Linked DNA regions of Hordeum vulgare: all the other regions are linked to region 2. Evidence: chromatin contacts called from public Hi-C data. All regions are on one chromosome and are shown on one strand. Each heading gives the region's core, a stretch centred on a gene start, on an enhancer-like site or on the middle of the called end of the contact. The rest is flanking DNA. Distances are from core to core; before and after follow the strand shown.

What was found. Hi-C and Micro-C count contacts between places; a contact is called where the count stands out from the background.
Region 1: a contact with region 2 is called in a Hi-C map of seedling, with 4 times the contacts expected there. The contact joins the promoter of LOC123405532 here to the promoter of LOC123406211 in region 2. A contact is called at or near these places in 2 of 6 Hi-C or Micro-C datasets (leaf and seedling).
Region 3: a contact with region 2 is called in a Hi-C map of seedling, with 3 times the contacts expected there. The contact joins the promoter of LOC123401849 here to the promoter of LOC123406211 in region 2. A contact is called at or near these places in 2 of 6 Hi-C or Micro-C datasets (leaf and seedling) and 1 of 1 datasets of contacts at active chromatin or transcription factors (embryo).
Region 4: a contact with region 2 is called in a Hi-C map of seedling, with 7 times the contacts expected there. The contact joins the promoter of LOC123405533 here to the promoter of LOC123406211 in region 2. A contact is called at or near these places in 4 of 6 Hi-C or Micro-C datasets (leaf and seedling) and 1 of 1 datasets of contacts at active chromatin or transcription factors (embryo).

The regions. Positions count from the first base shown.
Region 1 is chr6H:318,443,240-318,446,831 of MorexV3_pseudomolecules_assembly, forward strand. It overlaps LOC123405532 (fimbrin-5-like), which reads right to left and starts at 1,495. Exons shown (of 14, transcript XM_045099186.1): 1 at 585-1,495; 2 at 306-479; 3 at 1-201. The coding sequence starts at 668.
Region 2 is chr6H:319,253,673-319,256,986 of MorexV3_pseudomolecules_assembly, forward strand. It overlaps LOC123406211 (glycerophosphodiester phosphodiesterase GDPDL4-like), which reads left to right and starts at 1,640. Exons shown (of 10, transcript XM_045099688.1): 1 at 1,640-2,001; 2 at 2,742-3,029; 3 at 3,148-3,257. The coding sequence starts at 1,887.
Region 3 is chr6H:319,872,987-319,876,351 of MorexV3_pseudomolecules_assembly, forward strand. It overlaps LOC123401849 (serine/threonine-protein kinase Nek6-like), which reads right to left and starts at 1,437. Exons shown (of 13, transcript XM_045095707.1): 1 at 977-1,437; 2 at 829-895; 3 at 686-751; 4 at 543-589; 5 at 413-458; 6 at 223-303; 7 at 87-129; 8 at 1-3. The coding sequence starts at 1,062.
Region 4 is chr6H:318,460,851-318,464,236 of MorexV3_pseudomolecules_assembly, forward strand. LOC123405533 (fimbrin-5-like) reads right to left here and starts at 2,117. Exons shown (of 12, transcript XM_045099188.1): 1 at 1,629-2,117; 2 at 1,352-1,507; 3 at 1,096-1,269; 4 at 748-995; 5 at 461-632. The coding sequence starts at 1,438.

The DNA.
Region 1 (3,592 bases), core at 245-2,744, 810 kb before region 2:
TGGATCCAATGGCAAGAAATTCTTCAGGAAAGGGTCCTCCCCGAGAAAATTATTGATATGATTGACATAAGAAGTTTTTTCAGACTCATTAATAACGTGCAAGAGAGTAGTAGTGGACGCCTTCAAAAATGACACTGATCCCTTCAATTTCTTTTTGCCTCCTGATTTGCTGGTTCCCTTTGCTTGAAGATTTAAGTACTCCTAACATATTGCAAGATTGCACAACTCATTAAACAAAACAAAAACTCATACATCAGTGAAAATATTTAAATCAACAAATTGTATGCCAGGATGATCCAATGTACCCTAAGGAATGGCTCAAATTCGATTGACTGGTCCATATCGGGGTAAGACTCGCTCAAAAAATTGGTGATCTCCTCCTCAGTTAGAACCTCCTGAATGCCCCTAAGCTTCTCCATCACCGACGGCAAATCTCTTACACTTACATGCTCGGCATCCGATCTCTTTGCAGAAGTGAACTATATCGTGGAACATAAGAGGTAGCATTGTAATTACACAATTATGGAAAGGAAACAACACATGTTTTTTCAAATGCATCAAGAGTGGCCTCCAGGAGTGCTTACTTTTGTTCGAAGCGTTCGGAGCTGCACTTGGGTGAACTGGCTCTGGAGCCATGGATCGGAGACAAGAACACCAACGCTAGACATTGTCTTCCGAATTCAGTTTCACTCTCGTGCTAAATTAATTCTTGCACTAATTCGGCAGTATTTGAGACCTACAATAAAAACAATCCAACCACGACCTTGAATCCCTAGGACTAATTAGCACAAACCTCTCTGATCAAATTCAGCACTATGTTTGTAGTATATGTATCAAGAAGAATAGGACCAAAACTGGTGGGATCATTACACTTGCAGGAAAATATCCCCCAATGAATCGTTACCAACCTTTGCGATGAAAAATTCTTTTTGAAAGGCTTTGATCTTCGTTCTTTCTGTCTTCCTTCCTTCAGCAAAACTATTCACTACGCATACATTGCTCCCAGCTCCGCAGCGAACCCCAAGAACTATGGGGAAGCGAACGTGTGGTTGGATTGCAAAGAGCCATAGGATAGGAAGAAAAGGGAGAAGCTAAAATGGTGGCTCCTTTTTCAGCCTCCCACTGATGCCTAGAATAGAAAAGCAGATAACTAATCTTAGAACGTGAAGCTTCCACGGACTCACTGCAGCTCTCCTCCTCTTCTCCCACGGAGACCACGGAGTAGTTCCATGTCTCTCTCTCTTTCTCCAGCATGCTCGTCTTTCATGGGCTTGGATGGCCCTGTTCCGCCACTCGGCTTTTGCTTGTCGCGGGAGCTATGTCTCGCCAAAACGTAATAGGGGAGCTCCTACTTGCCGCTCATTGCGGCAGGGAGCCCGTGCGACGCACAGGGGGCGCCCCGACTGGGCCGGCTCAGTTTAGTTTTTTTTTTTCTGTTACTTTTTTCCTTCTTTGTTTATTTTCTTTTTTGGTTCCTTTTTTCTTTCCTTTTTCCTTTTCGTTTTTGATTTTAAAAAACGTTTTTCGAATTTGAAGAACAATTTTTAAAAACGTGAACAAATTTGGAAGCGCGAACAATTTTTTAAAGCATGGACATTTTCAAAATCTTGAAAACAACATTTTGAAAAGGAGAACAATTTAAAAATATCATGAACAAATTAGAAAGCGCAAACACATTTTTAAAACACGATTTTTGTTTGTATTTTGAGAACAAATTTTGAAACAACAACAATTTTTAAAGAAGCGAACAAATTTGGAAGCGCGAACATTTTTTGTATCTTGATAAAAAAAATTTGAAAAGGAAAACAATTTTGAAAAACCCCGAAAAAGTTTGAAAGCGCGAACAAATTTTTAAAGCACGAACATATTTTGAATTTTGAGAACAAATTTTGAAACCGGGAATTTTTGTAAAAAACGCGAACAAATTTGGAAGCGCGAACATTTTTTTTAATCTTGAGAACAAAATTTTGAAAAGGAGAACAATTTTGGAAAACCCCGAACAAATTTGATAGGGCGAAGAAATTTTTAAAGCACGGACATTTTTTGAATTTTGGGAACAAATTTTGAAACCGAAAACAATTTGAAATAAGGGAACAAATTTGGAAGCACGGACATTTTTTGAATCTTGAGAACGAAATTTTGAAAACCCTGAACAAATTTGAAAGCGTGAACATTTTTTAAAGCACAAACATTTTTTGAATTTGGATATTTTTTTTGAAACTGAGAACAATTTTGAAAAAACGTTAATAAATTTGGAAGCAGCACGAACATTTTTTGAATCTTCGGACCAAAATTTTAAAAGGAGGACATTTTTGTAAAAGAAATCGAACAAATTTGAAAGCACGAAGAAATTTTTAAAGCTAGAACATTTTCTAAATTTGAAGATCAAATTTTAAAGCCGAGAACAATTTTGAAAAATCGTGAACAAATTTGAAAGCGCGAACAATTTATTAAAGCACGAACATTTTTTGAATCTTGAGAACAAATTTTCAAACTGAGAACAAATTTCAAAAACCCCAAACAAATTTGGAAGAACAATTTTTTTAAAGCATGAACATTTTTTGAATTTTGGGAACAAATTGTGAAACCGAGAATTTTTTTGAAAAATCCTGAACAAATTTGGAAGTGCGAACAATTTTTTAAAGCACGAATATTTTTTGAATCTTAAGATTGTTTTTTGAAAATGAGAACAAATTTTGAAACCGAGAACAATTTTTAGAAAATACAGAACATTTTTTAAAAAGTGAGAACATTTTTCAAAATCCAAAAATATTTTTTGAAAATCCAGAACATTTTTTGAAACAGAAACAGAAAATATAGAAAATAAACAGAAAAGCATAAAGAAAATAAAAAAACGGCTCAAGGAACCTTCTAAAAGTTTTCCAGAACCAAAAAAATTCGGCTGAAAACCTCTAAAAAGTTTCAAAACCGGGCAATGCAGCCCTCTACCGGGTCAGCCCGGTCCCTCTCATACTGTGTGCAAAGCCTCGACACCGCTTCACAAGAGCAGCAAATAGAGTTTTCCACGTAATAGGTCTTGCCTATAGCGTGGAGCTACTGGGCCGGCCCCATACTGCAGCTACGTAGGAGTTCTTTTGTGTGGTTTTCTTATTGATTATTTCATTGTTTTGCATCGATTTTCTTTATGTTTTGTTTGGTTTTTCCTTTTTATTTTGTTCTTTGGTTTTGTTAGTTTCTTTCTTCATTTTCCCTTTCCTTTTTCTTTTTTATATTTCTTTTTGAACACATGTCTAATTTTTGCATACACATTATGTATATATTTTATACACATCAATAAATTTTTTATACATGTTTAACATTTTTTAAATACCTGATTATCACTTTTCAAATATATGTCTTTGGTGTCTCATTTTTTTGTACACATCCCTTCAGTTTTTTATGCATCAAAAACATTATGGTTGTATGCATCGCCAGATGCACAGACCGGGGTCATCCTTCATTTCAAAAAAGAAAAAAGTACGTTTAAACCTGGGAAATTACAGGAGGAGATAGAGGACAGTAAGTAAAGAGCTAAACCTCCTAACAACTCTCTGCGGATACACATGCGTGCAACCTATGTATGTTACGTACT
Region 2 (3,314 bases), core at 390-2,889:
GAATTCCACTTTTTGGCAATTTTCCGCTTGTCTAAATCTTGCAAATTCAGAGAGGAAAGGCATTAGGATTGTATCATAAAGTGAAATAATGACCAAGATTAATATAAATATCAATAGAAAATCATGATGCAAAATGGATATATCAGGCCTCACTACATCAAAGAATCCGACCATAGTTAATTCAGGAAATTGCCTACAAATAGGTTTTTGGATTGTTAGAACATTAGAAAAATTCATGATTATTTCCGATAAGTAATTCACGGCTATAAAAGAAATGAGCATGCAACAGTCTAGCATAGTATGCGAACAGGAAAACATGCACAACAGCAACACACATGAAACAACGACTACAGACAGAGACATGACCATATCACGATGAATGTATTGTTCGTTAGCTATTGTAGGAGAGACAAAATTTATAACGATGTTGTCGACAATCTGCTATTGACGACGATGAAGACAACAATGAGTAGCGGCGCCTGACTTGGACGAAAGACGACCCGTGATGACGAACGTGAGCAATCGCGTAGAGCACTTCTCAAAAACCTAATTCGTCCTGTCCCAGTGCAGGATCACAAGGACGAACAGTTTCGAAGACCTTCTCTCCCGTAGGCCGATGCATGCCGGCATTCGGATAGGGTAGACTACGTAGGCGACACAAGCTGTGAGATAAGGCAAAACCCTAGGTGTTTTGATATGTCTTTGGTGTCGACCGGTAGCGGTATATGTCACTAGTGGTATATATAATAAGAACAGATGCGGTATCCTGTTGTGATTACGATCTCAAAACGACTTGGACTCTAAATCGCATACTTATCAGACAAAAATAATTAAATTGTTTGTCAAGACATCAAAAAAAAAACCAAAAAAAAAAAACTACGCCCGCGCAAGACATTCGGCCGGATTTTGGTGGGTCATTCGTGCGCATGTCGCATGTGCGTCCCGGCCCCGACCCGAACCCGAAAGTATGATGTAGAGAACCCATTATATAAAGAAGTTCTACTCTTCCTCAACCTGAGAGGTGAGACTAAACTTTAAAATCACCACTTACTATTTTACAAGTGGACCATTTGAAAATTTAAAAAGTTTACTTTTAACAAAACATTTGTCAAACTTTACCACAAATTAATTTCCGATTTTTTATTATTTTATTTTTGATTTTACTGTTTATTAGGGAGCATTTGAAATAATAGCAGGCAATTGAGGATGAGATTCGTGTTCTGACACACATACAATATGCTTGAGGAAATATTTCAGAGAGAAAATGTTTGAGGGGGACGAGGGTTGATGCTGACGTGTGAGTCCCATATGTAATAATCGGTCAACTTAACAGTATGACTTTCGTCACAAAAAAGAAGTTAACAGTATGACTTAACGAAGTTGACTTTTGTGATACTACAGCCCTGGCCGGCTACTAGCAGTATACGGTGGTTTTATGAAAAAATGTGATAAAAGGGGTGGATTTTCAATCATGAGTTAAAAGTCGTAATTTTGGGGACACAAACCTATGCGGTAGTTTTTTTTTTAAGCTAAATACTCCAATTTTTTTTTCATATCTGTTGGAGATGCTGTAGGAAGGGGATCACACTTTTTTGACCACCTTCGCCCCCGTAACCCCGTTGCCACCTTCTCCTGTTGGCCTCATCCCACAGCTCAGCAGCAGCCCAGCCCCTCCTCCGTCTCCATTTCTTTTGTCCATCCCTCTCTCTCTCTCTCTCTCTCTCTCTGGTGTTAAAACGCGGCCGCCGTACGCGCATTGCCTCCTTCCTTCCGAGCAGTCGCTCGCTCACTTCTTCTCTCTTCTCTCCTCTTGCCGGGGAGTTCTTGGAGGGAGATTGTAGCTTGCCTAGCAGTGTTCTTGGAGCTGCTGCCGGTGGAGGTCTGCAATGGGGAGGAGCGGCCATGCCTGCTCCGTTCTTGGGTCGCTGCTGCTGCTGCTGCTGCTGCCGCTGCTGGGCCCCGCCGCGGCGCAGAAGGGCTCGACCTGGAAGACGCTGAGTGGTATACAAGCTGCACTTGCCTGTGTTCCCTGTTTATTTTCTTAGTCTGTGCGTCTGCGATCTGATTCTGATCTGGGTTGACTTTTCTGCGATTTTTAGTTCATAAGCTCGTATCTTGCTTGCGATTTTCGATTCGGCTTCGATGCATGGGTTGGATCTTTAGGATTAAGACGGGGCGAGTTCCCGGTCTTGCTCAACCTTCAACAACATGGCCTTGCTGAAAGTTTCAAGGCTCGAGATTTCTGATTGGAACCTTGGGGCCGGCCATGATGCCTCCTTTTATATTCTTTGCATATAATATGAAGAGAAATCTTGGCACAGCCGTTGGCGGCAGCCTCTTCTGCTGAATGCCATTTGGTTAGGATACGCCAGCAACATCTTTGTGACTAATTCAGATGACGTAGTCTACGCTTCTTACCGCGTGAATGTTCTTGGGTTAGGTTAAATCACTAGCTGCTGGCGTTTACTGTTCATCCACTGCTTACGGAGCAGGGGATTGTTTGCCCAGTTCGGTGGATATCAATTTCAAGGAGTGATTTCCTTCTTGATGCATCAATTACAATGGTCCAACATTTAATTGGCACATGCATGTAAAACTTATACCACCCCGTGGTAGTTATTTTACGGAGTTTCTGCACATTTATGAAGTATTAGTTAGACAAAAATATACATTTATGAAGCTATGATCCATCCACTGTTCCTGGCTGTTCTTAAAGCTTAACACGCACCTCACTCTTTCAGGCAATGCTCCAGCAGTCATAGCTAAGGGTGGTTTCTCCGGCCTATTTCCTGACTCCAGTGACGCTGCTTATTCGTTTGCTGCTGGCCCTCAGGATTCAGCCCTGTGGTGCGATGTTCGGTTAACCAAGGATGCCGTTGGCATCTGCCTTCCAGACATAAAAATGGATAACTGCACAACCATATCCGATCTTTTTCCAAAGGGAAAGAAGACCTACCGTGTAAACGGTGTGTCCACGACCGGGTGGTTCTCTGTGGACTATACAGGCATTGAACTGTCCAATGTAACTTGTAAGTGCAAATGCAGTTTGCAGTTCTAATGTTTTGAGCATCTTCGTTGCATTTTTCTCTTGCTTGATTATCATTGTTGAAATTTCTCTGTCTAACCCAAACTTAATATTTGTTACAGTGCTGCGAGCAATCTTGTCTCGCACAAATAGGTTTGACGGAAGCTTCCAAATAGTTCCAGTTGAAGTTGCACTGTCACAATATAAGGCCCCTACTTGGTTGAATGTTCAGGTACATCAAACTTTGATTACTTTCGGTGCACTAAAATTTAAGTGATCTTCTCTTACA
Region 3 (3,365 bases), core at 187-2,686, 620 kb after region 2:
CAGCTGTTTGGAGAGAGAATGAATACACACGTCATGATATTTCCATCTGAGCAATGAAGTTGTGTGGTAATTTGAAATCAGCTTACCAAGTCGTATGTTGTTATCCTTGGTTAACAAGATATTGGAACACTGCAATGCAACAGGTGGTGAGGAAAATGTTAGGAGATGCTGATGCCGTGGTAGAAATGATGAATCCATGGGGGGGCGGCAGTTCTACTTTACCTTGAGGTCACGGTGGAGCACACGGTTGCAGTGCAGGTAGTCAAGGGCCAAGAGCAATTGTGTGAACCACCGGCACACCCTCTTCACATCACACAACACAAGGAGCAAACATACAGTGAGTTTCTGAAGCCTGAACATGTAGGAGTAGCATTATTATTCATCAGATTACAGTAAGTAGTAGTGTTGGTACCTCTTCCGAGAAGAGGACGCCTCTTGCCTTCTTGATCCTCTGCGCCCTGTGAATTGGACGTGAGCGAAGCAGCGGGTAAGGTGACCGTAAAAACAAACGGAGGAGGCAAAGTGCAATGAGATCTTCTTACATGTCACCACCTTCGCAGTAACTTGTGACGATGCACACGGAGGTCCCCTGCAAGAAATTCAGTCCGAGACGAAGGCCCAACCCAATCAAAATCCTGCTCTGCTTTAGAATAGAAGAAGAAAAATGCGCAGTGCAGTGCAGTACCTCGTCGACCCATCCGTCCTTGTACTCGACGATGTAGGGGTTGCTGAGGCTGGCCATGAGGGACATCTGCAGGCCGACGGAGTGCTGAGGTGAGGGGTGGAATTTGCGAGGGCTTATCAAGGTTTGAGGTGATTGATTGTTACCTCCTGGTAGGCTGTCCGCTGGAACTTGTCGTTCTGCTTGGTCAGCCGAATCTTCTTCATCACGTACCTGCACCCAGAAAGATTAGATTGATTGGTTCAAGGGAAACGGCGGAGAAGAGAAATCTGAAGCGAGGCCGGCTGCAGTGACCTCTTCCTCTCGGCCTTGTGGTGGACGAGGTAGGCGGTGCCGTAGGCGCCCCGGCCGATCTGCTCCACGACCTCGTACTGCTCCATGGGATTCCTTGCCTTACCTAGCTCTTGCTCTTTTGCTCTTGCTCTTGCGTGCTCGTCTTGTGGCGCACTGTTGCTGGCGGTGGCGGCTGGGCGCGTATAAATGATTCGATGGTGCTCAGGTGAGGACACGGGCAGGGCACGGCGCTGGTGATGATGGTCGCGGAGAGGAGAGCGTGCATGCACTGCAGCTGCACGCGTGTGGAAGTGGCTCAATAATGGGCGGCGCGCTCGCTCTGTGTGTGTCGGGTCGGGTGTGGTCGAGGTCGACGAGGAGGAAGACGGAGATCAAGGAAGGAAGGAAGGAGTGATTTTTGGCGGTGGTTAGGGCGTGCTTTATGTGGAACTCAACCTAATTAATCCCTCGTCGGTTCATCATTCCACTCTCTAGCGGTCGCATAGAGTAGTGGAAGAAACGTTGCGCCTGCGGGTGGTGGAGTGGGCCCCGACTGACTCACGGTGGATGGAGTAGTATTCTCCTTTTCTCTCGCTTTTTTCTTGAAAGAATAATGTACTCGTAATATTTATTTATATTAATAACATCAGCAAATGTGGCATCTCTCTCAAGTCTGAAGAAGTCCATCCAGAGAGAAACGTGTGCGTGTGTGTTGGGGTCGGCTGCCGCTGCTCCTGCTTGCCTTTTCCCTGTGAAAACAGCACCGACTAGCATACCCTTTGCCCTTCGGTCTGTCTGCCTGGCTGGCTGGCTGGCATGCAGAAGAATCAACAAAGGTTCACTGTCCATGGCATGTGACAAACTGTAAATGCCGTCAGCACTAGATAATACCACTACTCCACCCACCCCACTGGTACGAGTATAGTGGTGTGTGTTTAATATAGATAGCCAGTGTCAGTAAATGGCGAGCAGTTTCACCTTGTGGCCATCCAGGCAGCAGCAGTATCGCGCATGTGCCTTTCCTTGGGAGGCGTGCAGGGATCGGCGCCAGTATGCAAGTCAATGTCCAGATTTTAGGACACTGCCGTCCGCACGCAGCACTGCCCTCTCAGGTCCGGTGAAAATGCTTACTGCGGCACAACCGGACAACTCAAACTCATCTCAACGTCCAAACGGACCACCACGAATCCATTCACACGAGCGTCTTGAACGGAATTCAAATGTCCACACGGACCGGCACTCCATATCTCCCCTAATAATAAAGCACCGATCGCTTCTGTCGTCTGCCGCGGCATTTTTGCAAAAAGGCCCTTCCGTTTTCAGTTAATAAACCCGCAGTCCTTTCTTAAGTGAAGAAAACGTTTCACTTTTATTATTAAGACCCTATGTTTTCTGAGGCGAGGAGGCATGGCGGCAGCACACGGCACGCTCGCCAGATCCAATCGGCGGCTGCGCGGGACGCTGCTGGCAACGGGCGGCGCGACGGCTGGGCGTGGGGGCTTCGGCTCGGCGTTTCTGGCCGGGGGAACGGGCGGTGCGCCGAGGTGGTCGCCTGGGGCGCCGCCGCGGGACGCAGCTGGCGACGGGCGGCGCGACGGCTGGGCGCGGGGGCTTCGGCTCGGCGTTTCTGGTCAGGGGAACGGGCGGCGCGGCGAGGTGGTCGCCTGGGCACGGCGTGCGGCGGGGCGGCGACGGCGGCGCGAGAGCTTGAATGACGGGGCGACGCTTGGGAGGAGGGATTAGGCGGAGCATCTGGCGGTGGAGGAGATCCTCACCGACGGGGGTCACCGGCGTCGAGGTGCGTCTCTCCCGGCCATGACTGCGACCACCCCTCTCCTTCACCATCCTGCGACCATGCTCGTGGCTGCGTGAAGTGTCGACCTTGTCACTGCCGCCGGCCGCCTCCTCGCCGCTGCGGCGAAGGCCTCGCGTCTAAAGTCACCCGTCGATGCGGCCCAGTGGCTACGCCGTAATTACGTGACCTCCTAGCCGCCGCTACGCAGCTCCTAAATGGTCTCCTCTCTGCCTTCTCCGAGCAGGTTCATGATTTGGTCTTCTTCTTCTTCTTCTTTGAGAATAACTTGGTGACTAGATCATCCAACGAATCATATTGCAGCAATGCCCAGTCGGTAAATATGTATATTTGTGTTTAGGGGCCGCTAAGGGAGGTGGTGTTGGATATGAAGTGGGAGGTGGAGGTGAAGGATTGCCTGCAGGTGGGAGCGAAAGATTTGGAGGGCTTGCTTATCATTGCCAAAGATCTCATGTTTGGTGCTTCAAGGGCTTCTTCAGGCCACAGTGAACTCTAAGGTTTGATGACACCTTGTGTTTCACTTATCTTTCCTTTGAACTATCATATTCCTGCTTATTTGCTTTCAATTTAGAATTTTGGATCTTATACCTGTTATAC
Region 4 (3,386 bases), core at 867-3,366, 790 kb before region 2:
GCCGGCCTCCCTCCATCAATTCGGACTTTTGGATGAGTTGGCTGGAGCATGAATTCAATATGGTATCAGAGCCAGGAGGTCTTGAGTTCAAGACCCTGCAGTATTAAAAACAAAAAATTCCGTGGCCTACATCAATCCCACGTCAAAGGACTAAAATGACCTAGACGTGAGGGGAAGTGTTGAAATATATTGCCCGCCTCCCTTCATCAGTCCGATGAGTTGACTGAAGCATGAATTCAATAGCTCACACACTACTTTGTATCGTTCGGCCGTGTGATTTAGTTTGTGCTTTGTCTATGAAGCGGAGCGAGAGCTTCGAGATTTCTATACCGTTTTACTAGTTCAAACTTAAATAGAAACATAAGGAAAATCATAGATCAAGCTCAATAGTAACAAAAAAGAAGAACTTGAGAAATAGAGTAATGAACTGTGTTGATGCAATAAAAATATATAAACGTACTCTAGCTTCAATCAGATCCTGCGTCCCAATGTTAACTACAGTACAACCAATGGCCTCGGCAGAGTTGAGACAAAGAGTGTGGTTCTCATTCCTCTCCCATGGATTCGGATCCTTCTTTGTATTGATTGCTCTCTCGTCTATTGTGCCGGGAACAGCAACATTGATTAACTTGCTGATTCAGTATAAGGTAAGGGAATAACTGCCTTAGAAAATTTGTTACAGAAATAAAAAAATTGAGATGTTGGGGTACTAAAGGAATACAATGAGCATTTAGCAGAACATCTCACCAAAGTAGAACACCATCCCCAATAAGATTGAATAAATCGTTTGATGTTGGATCCAGTGGCAAGAAATCCTTCAGGAAAGGGTCCTCCCGAAGAAAATTATTGATATGATTGACATAAGAAGTTTTTTCAGACTCATTAATGACGTGCAAGAGAGTAGTGGTGGACGCCTTTAAAAATGACACTGATCCCTTCAAGTTCTTTTTGCCTCCTGATTTGCTGGTTCCCTTTGCTTGAAGATTTAAGTACTCCTAACATATTGCAAGATTGTACCACTCATCAAAAAAATAAAATCATACATGAGTGAAAATGTGGAATCAACAAAAGGTATGCCAAGATGATCCAATGTACCCTAAGGAACGGCTCAAATTCGATTGACTGGTTCATATCAGGGTAAGACTCGCTCAAAGTGTTGGTGATATCCTCCTCAGTTAGAACCTCCTGAATGCCCCTAAGCGTCTCCATCACTGGCGGCAAATCTTTTATAGTTACATGCTCGGCATCCGGTCTCTTTGCGGAAGTGAACTATACCATGGAACATAAGAGGTAGCATTGTGATTACACTATTTCTTAAAATGCATCAATAATCGTCTCAAGGAGTGCTTACTTTTGCTTGGAGCGTTCGGAGCTGCACTTGGGTGAACTGGCTCTGGAGCCATGGATCCGAGACAAGAACACCAACGAAGCTAGACATTGTCTTCCGAATTCAGTTTCCCTCTCGTGTTAAATTAGTTCATCCACCAATTCACCAGTTATTTGAGACCTAGATTAAAGACAATCCAACAACAACCTTAAATCGCTAGATCAAGAAGAAAAGGATCAAAATTGGTGGGATTATTATACTAATTGTAGGGAAAAAAAAAACCCAACGGAGCATTACCAACCGTTGTGATGCAAAAATCGTTGTTAAGGCTTTGATCTTCGTTCTTCTTGTCTTCCTTCCTCCAACACCTGAAAACTACTCACTCTGCATGCATTGCTCACAGCTCTGAAGCGAACCGCAAGAACTATGGGGAAGCGGACGTGTGGTTGGGTTGCAGAGAGCCATAGGATAGTATGAAAAAGGAAGAAGCTAAAATGGTGGCCCCCTTTTTTGACCTCCCGGAGATGCCTAGAATAGAAAAGTAGATAACCAATCTTAGAACGTGAAGCTTCCACGGACTCACTGCATCCTCCTCCCTCTTCTCCCATGAGATGACGGTTGAGCGCTATCTCTCTAACGGCAGAGATAGAGCAACTTAACGGTATCTTCTCACCATCTATTACTCTCACACACGAATTCGAGTAGCAATTTAGGGATACAATCTCTGGATACACGAATTTGGGAGGAAGAAGGAGGAAGGGAAGATAGAGCCGCCGCAGGGTTCGTGCCGTGATCCACTGGATGCGTCTGCCTTCGGTGAGCGGTGGCTAAGTAGGCCACGGCTCACACCCACTCGGCGCCGTGATTCTTCGGGTTGGGCTTCTTGGCCCTGGTGGGCCGCCTGGTTGGCGAAGCTGTAGGCCTCGACCCGCCATTGGTCGTGACATCCCCTCCTTGAGATGAGGCTTGCCCCCAAGTCTCTGCATGAGGAAAGCCAGCTTGCAGTTCCGCTTTGCTTTCCCACTTGTCGTTGATGGAAGTAGGATCCGATCAGCGCACCAGAACTTGTTCCACCATGCGGCCATTCTTGCATCACCAGCGAGTGTCGAGGATGGACGCTGGTACTGTCGGAACATCAGAGCTGCTAGGTAGTTCAGATTGCAAATTCGTACCCGGGAGTACCGCGTGAGCGAGAGCGAAACATGGAACACCGGATGAACATTGGCCTGCGGTGGGAGCTCCAACTTGTATGCAACCTCGTTGATCTTGGCAATGATAGGGAAGGGGCCATAGAACCGAAATGACATCTTATGGTTAGCCCTCTTCAGGACTGAGGTCTGAACGTATGGTTGGAGCTTCCAGAACACTAGCTCCCCCACCGAAAACGACCGTTCGGAGCATCTCTTGTCGGCTTGGTGTTTCATACGCTGTCTTGCTCGCTGAAGATGTTGCTGCAGCAGGTCTTGCAGCACTGCCCGCTCATCCAGCCATGAGTGCAGTGATGGAACCGAACACGCTGACACAGGCGTGATGCCCCACTGCCGCGACTCATGGCCAAAGTTTGCATTGAAAGGTGTCATGCCAATAGTGGAGTGTGTAGAGGAATTGTACCAGAATTGAGCAAGCGGAATCCAATGACTCTACCGTTTCTGACACGCGTGAGTGAAACAACGGAGGAATGTTTCCAGGCATTGGTTGACACGCTCTGATTGCCCGTTGGTTGAGGGTGATTTGCTGTACTCATGCACAATTTTGTGCCTGCATAGCAGAAAAGCTCTTGCCAAAAGTGAGATGTAAAGACATGATCCCGGTCAGAGGCGGAGGACGAAAAAAAATTAAGGTGTGGTGAAGTCTTAAGGAAAGAATTCTTTTAATGCAAATCGAAAGAGTCAATACACATTACAAATAAAAACCAAATACAATAAAAATGTAAACATGTTTGAATAAAAAATAACTTAAAACATACCGATAATTAAGCTTTCAATGACGTCTAGAAGATCCAGGTAATGTCAATGCCCTACCCTCATTTTGAAAATCTTACTTAATTTTATCAAGTTCA